2 separate regions of the Anas platyrhynchos genome follow, and region 1 is linked to region 2. Evidence: chromatin contacts called from public Hi-C data. All regions are on one chromosome and are shown on one strand. Each heading gives the region's core, a stretch centred on a gene start, on an enhancer-like site or on the middle of the called end of the contact. The rest is flanking DNA. Distances are from core to core; before and after follow the strand shown.

Region 1 (4,819 bases), core at 1,327-3,826, 89 kb after region 2:
ATTCTTTTTTTACTGAAATGAAAATGCAGTATTTCACGCTTAGGCTTGAAAGGAGTATAGCTTAATAAAATAAAGCTTATGATTCAAGTCACTGTTTTACTTCAAAACTAATTTATCGTACCTTTTACACATGCTGCATATGATGAACAACGGCCTTGGATAATTACTTTCCTCACAAAGCGTGGGATCAAAGGATATGTTTTAGATGTGTGGCCACAGATACGACCGTGCTGATGAATTGCAAATAACCAGCTTGAGAGCTGGTGATGTGTACTCTTTGATAGCTGTATGGTTATAAACTGTCTTTCCCATGACAGTCCCAATGTGAGAAAAGCACTAGGATTTGGGTGTTGTGTGGGTTTAAATTAAAAGCAAATTTGGCTGTGTGCAAATATAATTGCTAACAAGGAAAAGAGAACTGCACAGGTCACTTTTGATATATAGGTGTGGCAGACTTCGTTCATCAAAACTAGCACTGCTCCTTGCACCCCATTAGAATCCAGCTTGATTTGCAGATCCTAAACAGAGTCTATAAAAATTGTGGAGGGTTGAGGAGCAATTCCTGTCTAAATCTATAGTTCAGCCAAGCCCAACATGACATCATTGAATCATTGAAAGACAATTTTGTTTACTGTTCCAAACACAAATCACATTTTTCCCACCACATTCCAGGTAAGCTGTGGCAGAAAGTACTGCTATCCACAGCAAAAGGCACAAACAGCATCCCACCCCACACTCATGTGGGGTTGATCCTTCAAGGGTCTCTGTAATCACACTTCAATGAGAGCTAACAGAGGTCACTCGCAGTCAGGAAACCCAACAGAGATTTCCTTTACCCTGTATCTGTGTTTTAAGTGATCAACACTCTGCAACAACACACAGCCTCTGAAAGGCTCAGTCTTCACTCTAACATTTTAGGAAGGCCTCAGCACTTTGTAGGATTAGACACATACTTGGCAGCAAATACCAAAACAACAAGTAAGCGTAGCCAAAGTCAAGCTGGTAACACATCTTGCATGATCAGGGCTCTGTGTCTGCACTAACACATTCACCCATGCACTCCTATCTAGCAGATTAGTTTACAGCTTCCAGTTAACAACATTCATGTTTTGAATATGCCATGCATGGCTTTAATTCCAGTTTGTGCAGGTATAAGAGGAAGACTAGTATATAGTTATTCAGCTTTTTCACTGGAATATTTCTCTTTTTTGACACCTGGGCCAAAAAGGCAGTGGTTCCTGCTGGGGAGGCGGCTGCCTGCCTACCTCTGACTTCTTCCCCAGTTCCCGTGCTGCAACCTTTGGCTGCTATTCCCAGCCTCGGTGCCCGCCGGCCTCTCCTATACACATTTCCCATAACTGGGATCCTTGCTGGAAGGACTGGAGCCCGGGCGGTGGGAGGCTCAGCCCACCAGGACTCTTTTCACAGCGGGAAATTAAAAAGCACTGCCTCTTGTTCGCCCTGTTCCCATTTCATTATTCTGCTGGAAGGTGTTATTATCTGCTCTGGTTAAGGGTGACACCTGCGGCAAGCACTGTTGATTCAAGCTGAATAGAAAGCAAGTTATTTAATTTATTTTTTTTTGGTTGGTAGCAGCCGAAACAAGAGAGGAGAGCAGAACGGCTGCGTGGGCACCGCGGCAAAACCACCATTCTGCCTTGTATGTGACAGCTTGGAAGAAGCCGTGTCCCCACAGCAGTCCGACAGCACTACTGCCCCCGTTTAAACACCAAAAGGACTTAAAACTTGAGTAACTGGAGTACCGCTGACTGAGGGACCACCACACCCCCGGCCCCGCCACACGGCCCTGACGCTCCCGCCCGCCCGGTGGCACCGCGGCGCCCCCTGCCGCCCGCGGCCCCGCACGGCAGCCTGCAGCCGGCTCCGTGCCCCAAAGGCTTGCTCTTGATAAAATCCTCTTTTAAACTGATGTTAAATATATATATATATATATATATATATATATATATATATATATATATAAATTCTAAGCCGTTAGGATATGTAATTGTTGGAAATCGGTTTTCACATTTTTCGGTGAGGAGAAGGAGCGCGTTTGTTTTCATTCTCCTCTCGTCGACAGCACTGCCCCTCCTTCCCGAATTTACCCGGGGTCCTGCTCATAAAAACTTATAAATGTGCCAATAAATAACAGCACCGCTCCTCTCCACCCCCAGCGCCAATGCCCTGCGTGCACGGGCTGCTGCCACACGGGGAGGAGAGCTCAGAGGGGGCCACAGCGTGGCAGCATGCTCGCTCCTCTCCCAAATCTGGCACTTTCAGGGGTGTTGAATTATTATTGTTATTTTAATATTCCCCCGCCCCGCGAGGAATTTGAGCGCAAGTCACATTTGGGTCACAGGCATTTGAGACACATTCATCATCACCACCATCGATTAGATAGATAGATAGATAGATAGATAGATAGATAGATAGATAGATAGATAACGAATAAATAAATAAAGTCCTCAGCCGGTGGACCTGTTTTTATTCACGTAAAGCCCCCGCAGTTTTTATTTCCAGCCCCACCTCCCCTCAGCCCTCCCTCCCCTCACAGCGCCGCGGGCGCCATTGGCTGAGGTGCCCGGGCGGTGGCGGCGGCCGCGCATGCGCGGGGCGGCAGCGGGCGGGCGGCGGCGGGAGCCGCGCGCGCTCCTCCGTTTCTCCCCCCTCCCCCCCAACCGCTCCCCGGGAGACCGTTAACGGCCGCCCCCCAACATGGCGGGCAAGGAAGGTAGGCTGAGGAGATTTGGGGGTTGGGAGGGAGTGTGGGGGGGAGGTTGGTGTCCCCCCGCTCAGCCCCTGGCTCCTCTCCCCCCCTCATGGCAGCGCTGGAGGACACGGTGGAGGAGCGCGTCATCAGCGAGGAGTACAGGATCTGGAAGAAGAACACGCCGTTCCTCTACGACCTGGTGATGACACACGCGCTCGAGTGGCCCAGCCTCACCGTGCAGTGGCTGCCCGACGTCACCAGGTGAGGGGACGGCGGGATGAGACCCCCCCCAGCACACACACACACACGCACATAAGGCACCCGGCTCTGGGGTTGTTTGACCTGCCCGCCCGAGGGTAAAATCGACGGAGGTTTGGTAAAAAAAACAGCCGTCGCTTGCTTGTTTTGGACTGTCGTGGTTTATTGTGCTTGCAGCGGTCAAAACCCTTTGGGTATGCGGAAGCTTTGAGGAAAAAAAGTCATAATTCGGTACCCTAGGGAATGGTAGCTCAGCTAAATAAAAGATGTCATGAGGTGTGAGGGGATAAATCTTTGCCACTTCACAGATAGGAGACACAACAGTCTTATATTGCAAATTCCCAGAAAACTAAGAAACAAACTCAACTTCTTGAAGATTTTTCTTAATTTACGCTACAAATTATTCTGTAGAAGCCGTATCATCTCTCTGTTTTCTTGTTTGTTTTCTTGCTGTTCCTAGTTTGAGATTATTTAAGGGGTTATTGTTCTCATAAGGCTGATGTTTGTGCCTGGCTTGCTGTTGACTTCTGGTGCTTTCCCATTTTTCCACCTCCCTCTGAAAGTTGTATGCTTGCCAGTTAATTTCTTAAAGAGTTTTGGAGATGAACATAGATTCTGTTCATGCATCAGCTACTAGAGAGGTTCAGCTGTCAGAGTACCCACTCAGCTATTGTAATCTGGATACAGTCAAGTTTTCAATTATCTTACATGTAAAGTTCATGGGATAATTGGAGGATGGTCACTTCCCACTCTGAAATTCCACCTTACATAAATGATATTTTGCTTAGTGGCTAGATAACCAGTTTTGCATACCAGGATGTCTGGGGGAAGATGTTAAGAGATGTGAGCTAACTAATCATGGCATGGAGAAAATGGAGTGGGGATTTGAGGGTGTGGAGCCCTTATGAGGAACACTTCTGCTTGCCTCGTGTTTTGCAGATTGACTTAATGTTCAGTTTAAAACCTGGTATTTCCAATTACCCAGTGTCAAAATATGTAAGCCATTTAAGGCAAGGACTGTCTCTTTGTATGGCACCTGACATGATGGGACACCTGTTCCTGATGCAAGTAAGTGTGCGTGCATTCTGTGTGCATTTCCTTTTTGCTGTCAAAATGTATGTATTGTATTACACTGCCTTGGAAGCAGTGTTAACAATACCTACGGTGGTTTATGGTTGCTTAAATGACTCCTGCTTGCTTGGATTCAGACAGCCTAATTGTTTTTTTTTTTTTTGCTTTCAAAAATGCAGAAGCTGCTTGTTCTTGACTGTTCAATTCTTTCCTTTAGGAAACAAATGTCACTGCCCCTCCAGCCTTTTGCTGGTTACCAAATACTGCATTTAACCGCCAGAAGAGGAGTTTGATCTGGTTAGACAGGTTTAGTTTAAAAACAAGAATCTGAAAGCTCTAATAAAATAGTAACCAGTAAAAGCTCATAAAAGAAGTAACTAAAATATGTTGCCACTTTCCTCAGTTTGTGTGTTTTATAGAACATAGCATCAATAGCTTTCTAAATCAGTACCGTGCAATTGCTGGGAGAATTGAAGATACAAATACGTGTTAGTATCACCATGTAGCTACTGTGCAAATTTCAGTTGTCCCATTTGAGTAACAACGGCAGTTCTTACTGATTTGTATCATCACGCTGGGCTAGCTGGCTGTCTCACTGGATTGCCTGTGTCAGTCTAGCTCACTCTACTGCACAAGTCTCTTGTGACAAAATAATCTCTTCTGCAAGTCTCTTTTTTTTTTTTTTTTTTTTTTAGCTCCCCAAAGAAGTTTGGATCTTGAGTTCTATTGATGCTAGCTCTCTAGATTCCAGAACTAAGCATGTGATTTTATTCCATG
Region 2 (4,947 bases), core at 380-2,879:
TTAAGGTGACAGCTCTCAATTTCTCTGCTGCCTTGCAAACTCTGTTTTTAGAAATTGCACCTCATTAGAGCATTTGGCTATTAAACAATGACCACTCCATGAGGAAGAACTGTCTTTAGATGACAAAGGTATCTGAATACACAAAATAAGACTGGAACTTCTCATGAAAACCAAGTCTAACAGAGAAAGAATGAAAAAAAGGGAGGTGGTGAAAATAAGATAAGTAGAAGAAAATAAAGCAACTGTATAAAGTCTTATTATCAATAGGATGTTACAGAATAACAAACGTTCGGGACTTAATGATGGAAAAGAGCATGCTCACGTTTCTTCATAGAATAAAGACCTTAAAATAGCATTTCCAATGCAGACATTTTTAACGAAACAAAATAAGGCAAGGTAAATGCACCACAGTACCTGGGGGTGCTGGGATGGCTTGATTAATTCCTCCTCTTTCTGATGATGCAGACTTTTACTGGAACCCTTATTAGTGGAAGGCTACAAATTGTTTAAGAAATTCTTCCTTAAATCCTCTAAGGCAACAAATTTCTCCTCATTCTTCCACAATGAGTATTCACATTTTTGATACAAAATAGAAGAGCTCCATTAGAAGAGACTGAAACAAGGCCACCCCAAACATTTAGTATTGCCACCAAGGCACATTCAAGAGCGCAGAAAATTGTAGGCCAAGACCCTGCAGGCAAAGAAGGAAGCTGAACTTCTGGAAGACTTTTCACATTTCTGCAATTTGGTAGCACACAATATTTCAGGTTTTGTCAACCTAGAGCCAATTCTCATTCCAGCTATAAATATCTATAATTTTGAACTGAGTATGATGAATAGTTTTAGGGTATCGAAAGTACTTTCTTTTCTTTTTTCCTGGTTCCCAAATGAGCAATTGCCTATCCCCTATTACTTGTCCCATTTCCAGTGATGAAGTCCTACAAAATGTATCGATAATTTATCCTTTCTCTGTCACTCATGTTTTATAACACTTTCAGTTTGTTAAGTTGCCCAGAAGAATTCACTTTACATCAAAGGTAATGGTGACTTTCAAGAAGATCCATTTCAAAGCAAGATGTTACTTTTCATTCACAGATTGATTTCTTAGAAAATTTACATTCTCCTTTCATTCGTGTTCCAAGAGAAACTTAAATCCAAGTTTATTTCTTTCCAGCTATGCTTTTTATCTGGATTCTGAGAATATTTGCTGCCTTAGGAAATGTGTACTTGGCTCCATTTGTTTTCTTTTTGATGTTAACAAAATCAAAATTGGGGGCAATAGATCCCTGCACAGGAACCACAGTCAAAGATTGAGAATTGCTTCTCTGTGTAAGGAAAAAACAAAATTTGTTTATTCCTAGTGAGTTTCAGGGTTCAGCACATACAACAGGACTCTTGAATTCTGCCTGGTGTTTGCACAAAAGAATGTCTTATATAGCAAGAGGTGAAACTCTTTCCTTTCAACTCCAACAACCACATAAGAGAACCCAGTTAAAACATTCCTTGACACAGTCAGACCTTGGCGTTCCTCTGAAGCATAAACATGACCATGTTTAACCTAGTCCTTGAATCAGATGATTGGTGTGTGCTGCATAAACCTCTGGCCTGGTTCAAGGACACTGGCAGAGCACAGCAACGCTGGGTGCCTGCTCTCCTGAACAAACAGCTCCTCTTTCCACCGCTCGCTGTGCAACACAAAAGCAAGGCTCCAACACTAAAGCACTGGAGAATGGTTTTCCTTCATTTCCCTCCAGCCAGTATTCTCTGTCTTTCTCTCCCCTCAACATGTACCCATGTCAAAAGAAATTTCCCTTTCTTTTTAGTCAAAGAATGGTTTCTGATTGCCCCCATGCATATGGAAGACTTTAACATCGAAAACGTTTGCGCACGACAAATTACACTTTCTCCCAGTTTAAACATTCAGGGTTTTCTTCCTGCTTCTGAACTACAAAAAAATAAATAGTAATAAAAATCAAATGTATTGTAGTTACTGATGAGAACTGTTTAAACAGCAAGACTAGTTATAAACAGTCAGTGATGACAGACTACCATATGTTAGGCTTCCTGTTATCGTGCCAGAAAACATTATAATCACCTTAATTATGGCAACAGAGCGATTTTTCCCCTCACTGGTGATGTAATGCAGTAAAGTGCAACTTCTTCTGTTCCACAGTATATTACTGTCTATAGCACAGACAAGCATATGCACATATTGTCAAGCATTCGTGCAAACAGATCAATTTGCCAAATACTCAACTAACCTAAATGGTCTCAAAAGAAGGAAAGAAAGCAAACTTTACCTTGTGTGTTTTGTTGAAATATTTTGTTCAGGTCCAAAGAGGAAGCTCTGGAATGTGATTTCTGTGGCCTTGGAGGTGGAGTGGGGGGCTCTTCTCCCTTTTTCATGGCATCTTCTATTGATGTGCTAGAATAAGACCTAAGGAGGAAAAGATTTAAAAGCAGAAAATATTTTATTTCAGAAATTCATCTTACACAACTACAGTGAACAGTATCTAAAAACACACTGACCAGAACTCAAGTTCATGGTGGAAATCCCTCGCCCTACTGACTTAAGTTCCCCTTATAACAAGGCAGATTTATTTGGCAACAGAGGGAACCATGCATCTTGGTAAATGGATGGGTCACACTGACTGCTAATATTTTTTAAGGCTTTTTTATACCACAGTTTCAGGCTCTTCTCGTGTATCTTTAACTGCCACTATGATAATTGCAGCAACTATTTTGAATAAATGCAGGTAAAAAATAATTTTCTTTACAGCTTCTTTTGCCTGCCTTTCACAACTGTGAGAGTAGTGTTTATAGAGGTATAGCTTCAACTTGCCTCTTGCAAGTACATATTTTGCAAACTGTGATATTCTAACTACCAGAGTAAATTTTTTCAGAGCAAACTGTCACCAAATTCCAAAAAATCCAGAAAAATGAGTGAATCCAAAGCAACCCATACTGTTCAAGTACGTATCTCAGTACACCTTTCTAGGCCGCTCCAGGTAAGTCCATATCATGCTAATCCCAGCACAGTGCATTTGCTAAGAACTCTGATTTTGCTGAATAGTGTCCAATATTTTTCAGTGGTTGCAGTTACCATTTTTTTCTGCACGACCGAGAGCTTTGTTCAAAATGAGCATTGACAACGTGAGATGTTATACTTACTGTAATACATTATGCATGACAGGCAAGACCAAAAACACATTCGAGGAGAACAGAAATAACTCCCACTAATGGGAAACGGATCTTTTCTTGCCAAGCAGGCTGTTGTTAGAACACAGCTATTTAGCGGGACAGACGTTTGGCAATGCTGATCCTGTATTTCTGATGTAAACTTTAATAAATACAGGAGTGAAAGCTGCAATTGCTTCAAAATTTACATGTGACACAAAAACCTCTGCTGATGCTGAATTTTTCGGTCTTGGTAGAGCTTTGAATTCCATGGCCATATCATTTAAGACCTAATCCAACCCCTCTGAAATAAATGGGAATGTTTTTTGTTGGTTTTGTTTGCCTGTTTTTTACTTTCTTATACTTTTATTTTCCATAATATGTGGTATATATTTTACTTGCCTTACAATTGTACAACCTAACAGCTTGAGATTTTTTTATTTTTTTTTAAAGAAAGAATAAGACAGCAGCTACTAGGTAAAAATATTCCTGCTGCAGCAGTGCCAACACATAGCCCTATGACAGTGAATCGCTGCTTACAACAGGCAGACCTGGGCACCTCAGAGTCAGCAGCTAAGAGTCTGCACAGCTCACACTAGAGAGCCAGCCTCCTGAGCTGGGAGCTCTAAGAGACTCGAATCGTAGCCTCTGGTGGTGAGGCATGCATGAAGACAGACAGCCCTGAGGCTGTAGAGCCCTCCAGGCTGTGCCAGGCTGAAGGTCTGGGTGCAAGGATGTGCCTAAGGAACTTTAGCCCCAACTTCTGCATTGACACGGTGAGATATAGTCACATGTGAGACAGTCATGTGTGACACAGTAGTCACATTCAAGTGACTTTTTCAAATGTTTAAACAATGCTTGCTATTTTATGCATTTTTTTGTTTAAATGCCTTTGTGTGTGTCTTACATAAAATATTTTTATGTATATTTTGCATATTTGCACTTCACGATTCAGTAATCATCAAGAGAATTTAAAACAGCGTGACAACAAAAAAAGCTTTGGCTAGGAGCAGAAAAATGACAGAAGGCAGTTCAGTCTTTCTGGATGTGGGTCCTAAGCACAGAGGATTTCCACCTTCATTCATTATGTGGATTGCTCATCCTCTCTTATTAGCAGCCCTTGACAAGCTTAGGAGAGAGCTCTTGCTATACTCTTATAGCCTAAGAAAAAGAAATTAAGCTCCCCTGACCAGCTCAAAAAAAAAAAAAAAGCTTTAAGGTGAATGAATGATAGGGCTGTACAACAGAAGAGACAAAAACAATACATAATATATACTTTATACATAATATAATACTTTTATACACAGTATTTCTTTGCACAGGTCTCCCTCTTCTTTAAAATACCCAAATTCAGCAGGTGCCATTTCCCTCAAACTGCAGCCGTGAGTCCATAAGCCTCCTCCACCACAACCAACCAGCCCCAGTCACGCACACCCCCACCAACGAAAGGATGCACTCACCCACACCTGAGAGCTGAGCTGCTGCTGCTGCAGCGGGAGCGTGAGGCATCTCCCTCCATACGCAGCCACTGCCCCGATTTCCACAGCAACACCACCCCGAGGAGGCAGCCGGGATGGGCAGGTGGGCAAAAATGCCAGTGCCTTGTGATCCAAGACCACAGGGTGCTAGGCAGTGCTCCTGGGGAGTCCAGAGTTTACAGATCCCGCCTGGTAAATCTCTCAGGTCTGAGTAGTACTTCCAGCACGGCACCAGTAAAACATCGCAACACTGGTTATCGCGTATAACATCAGAGGAATGTACGTCTTATCC

The links. A called contact is a pair of places that touch in the nucleus more often than the background predicts.
Region 1: a Hi-C map of F5 follicle shows a contact between it and region 2, with 4 times the contacts expected there. The contact joins the promoter of RBBP7 here to the enhancer-like site in region 2. A contact is called at or near these places in 4 of 8 Hi-C or Micro-C datasets (F1 follicle, F5 follicle, small yellow follicle and 1 more).

Annotation. Positions count from the first base shown.
Region 1 is chr1:128,014,774-128,019,592 of IASCAAS_PekinDuck_T2T, forward strand. RBBP7 (RB binding protein 7, chromatin remodeling factor) reads left to right here and starts at 2,577. Exons shown (of 12, transcript XM_027448019.3): 1 at 2,577-2,734; 2 at 2,830-2,974. The coding sequence starts at 2,719.
Region 2 is chr1:127,926,837-127,931,783 of IASCAAS_PekinDuck_T2T, forward strand. It overlaps REPS2 (RALBP1 associated Eps domain containing 2), which reads right to left. Exons shown (of 19, transcript XR_005262566.2): 13 at 2,301-2,437. Among named protein-coding and RNA genes, the nearest start is that of REPS2, 61 kb to the right of the region's middle. Within about 2 kb of position 1,630, at least 3 of the 8 cell types and tissues checked have an H3K27ac peak or open chromatin away from gene starts, as enhancers often do. A contact at or near this core is called in F1 follicle, F5 follicle and small yellow follicle, where this site is marked.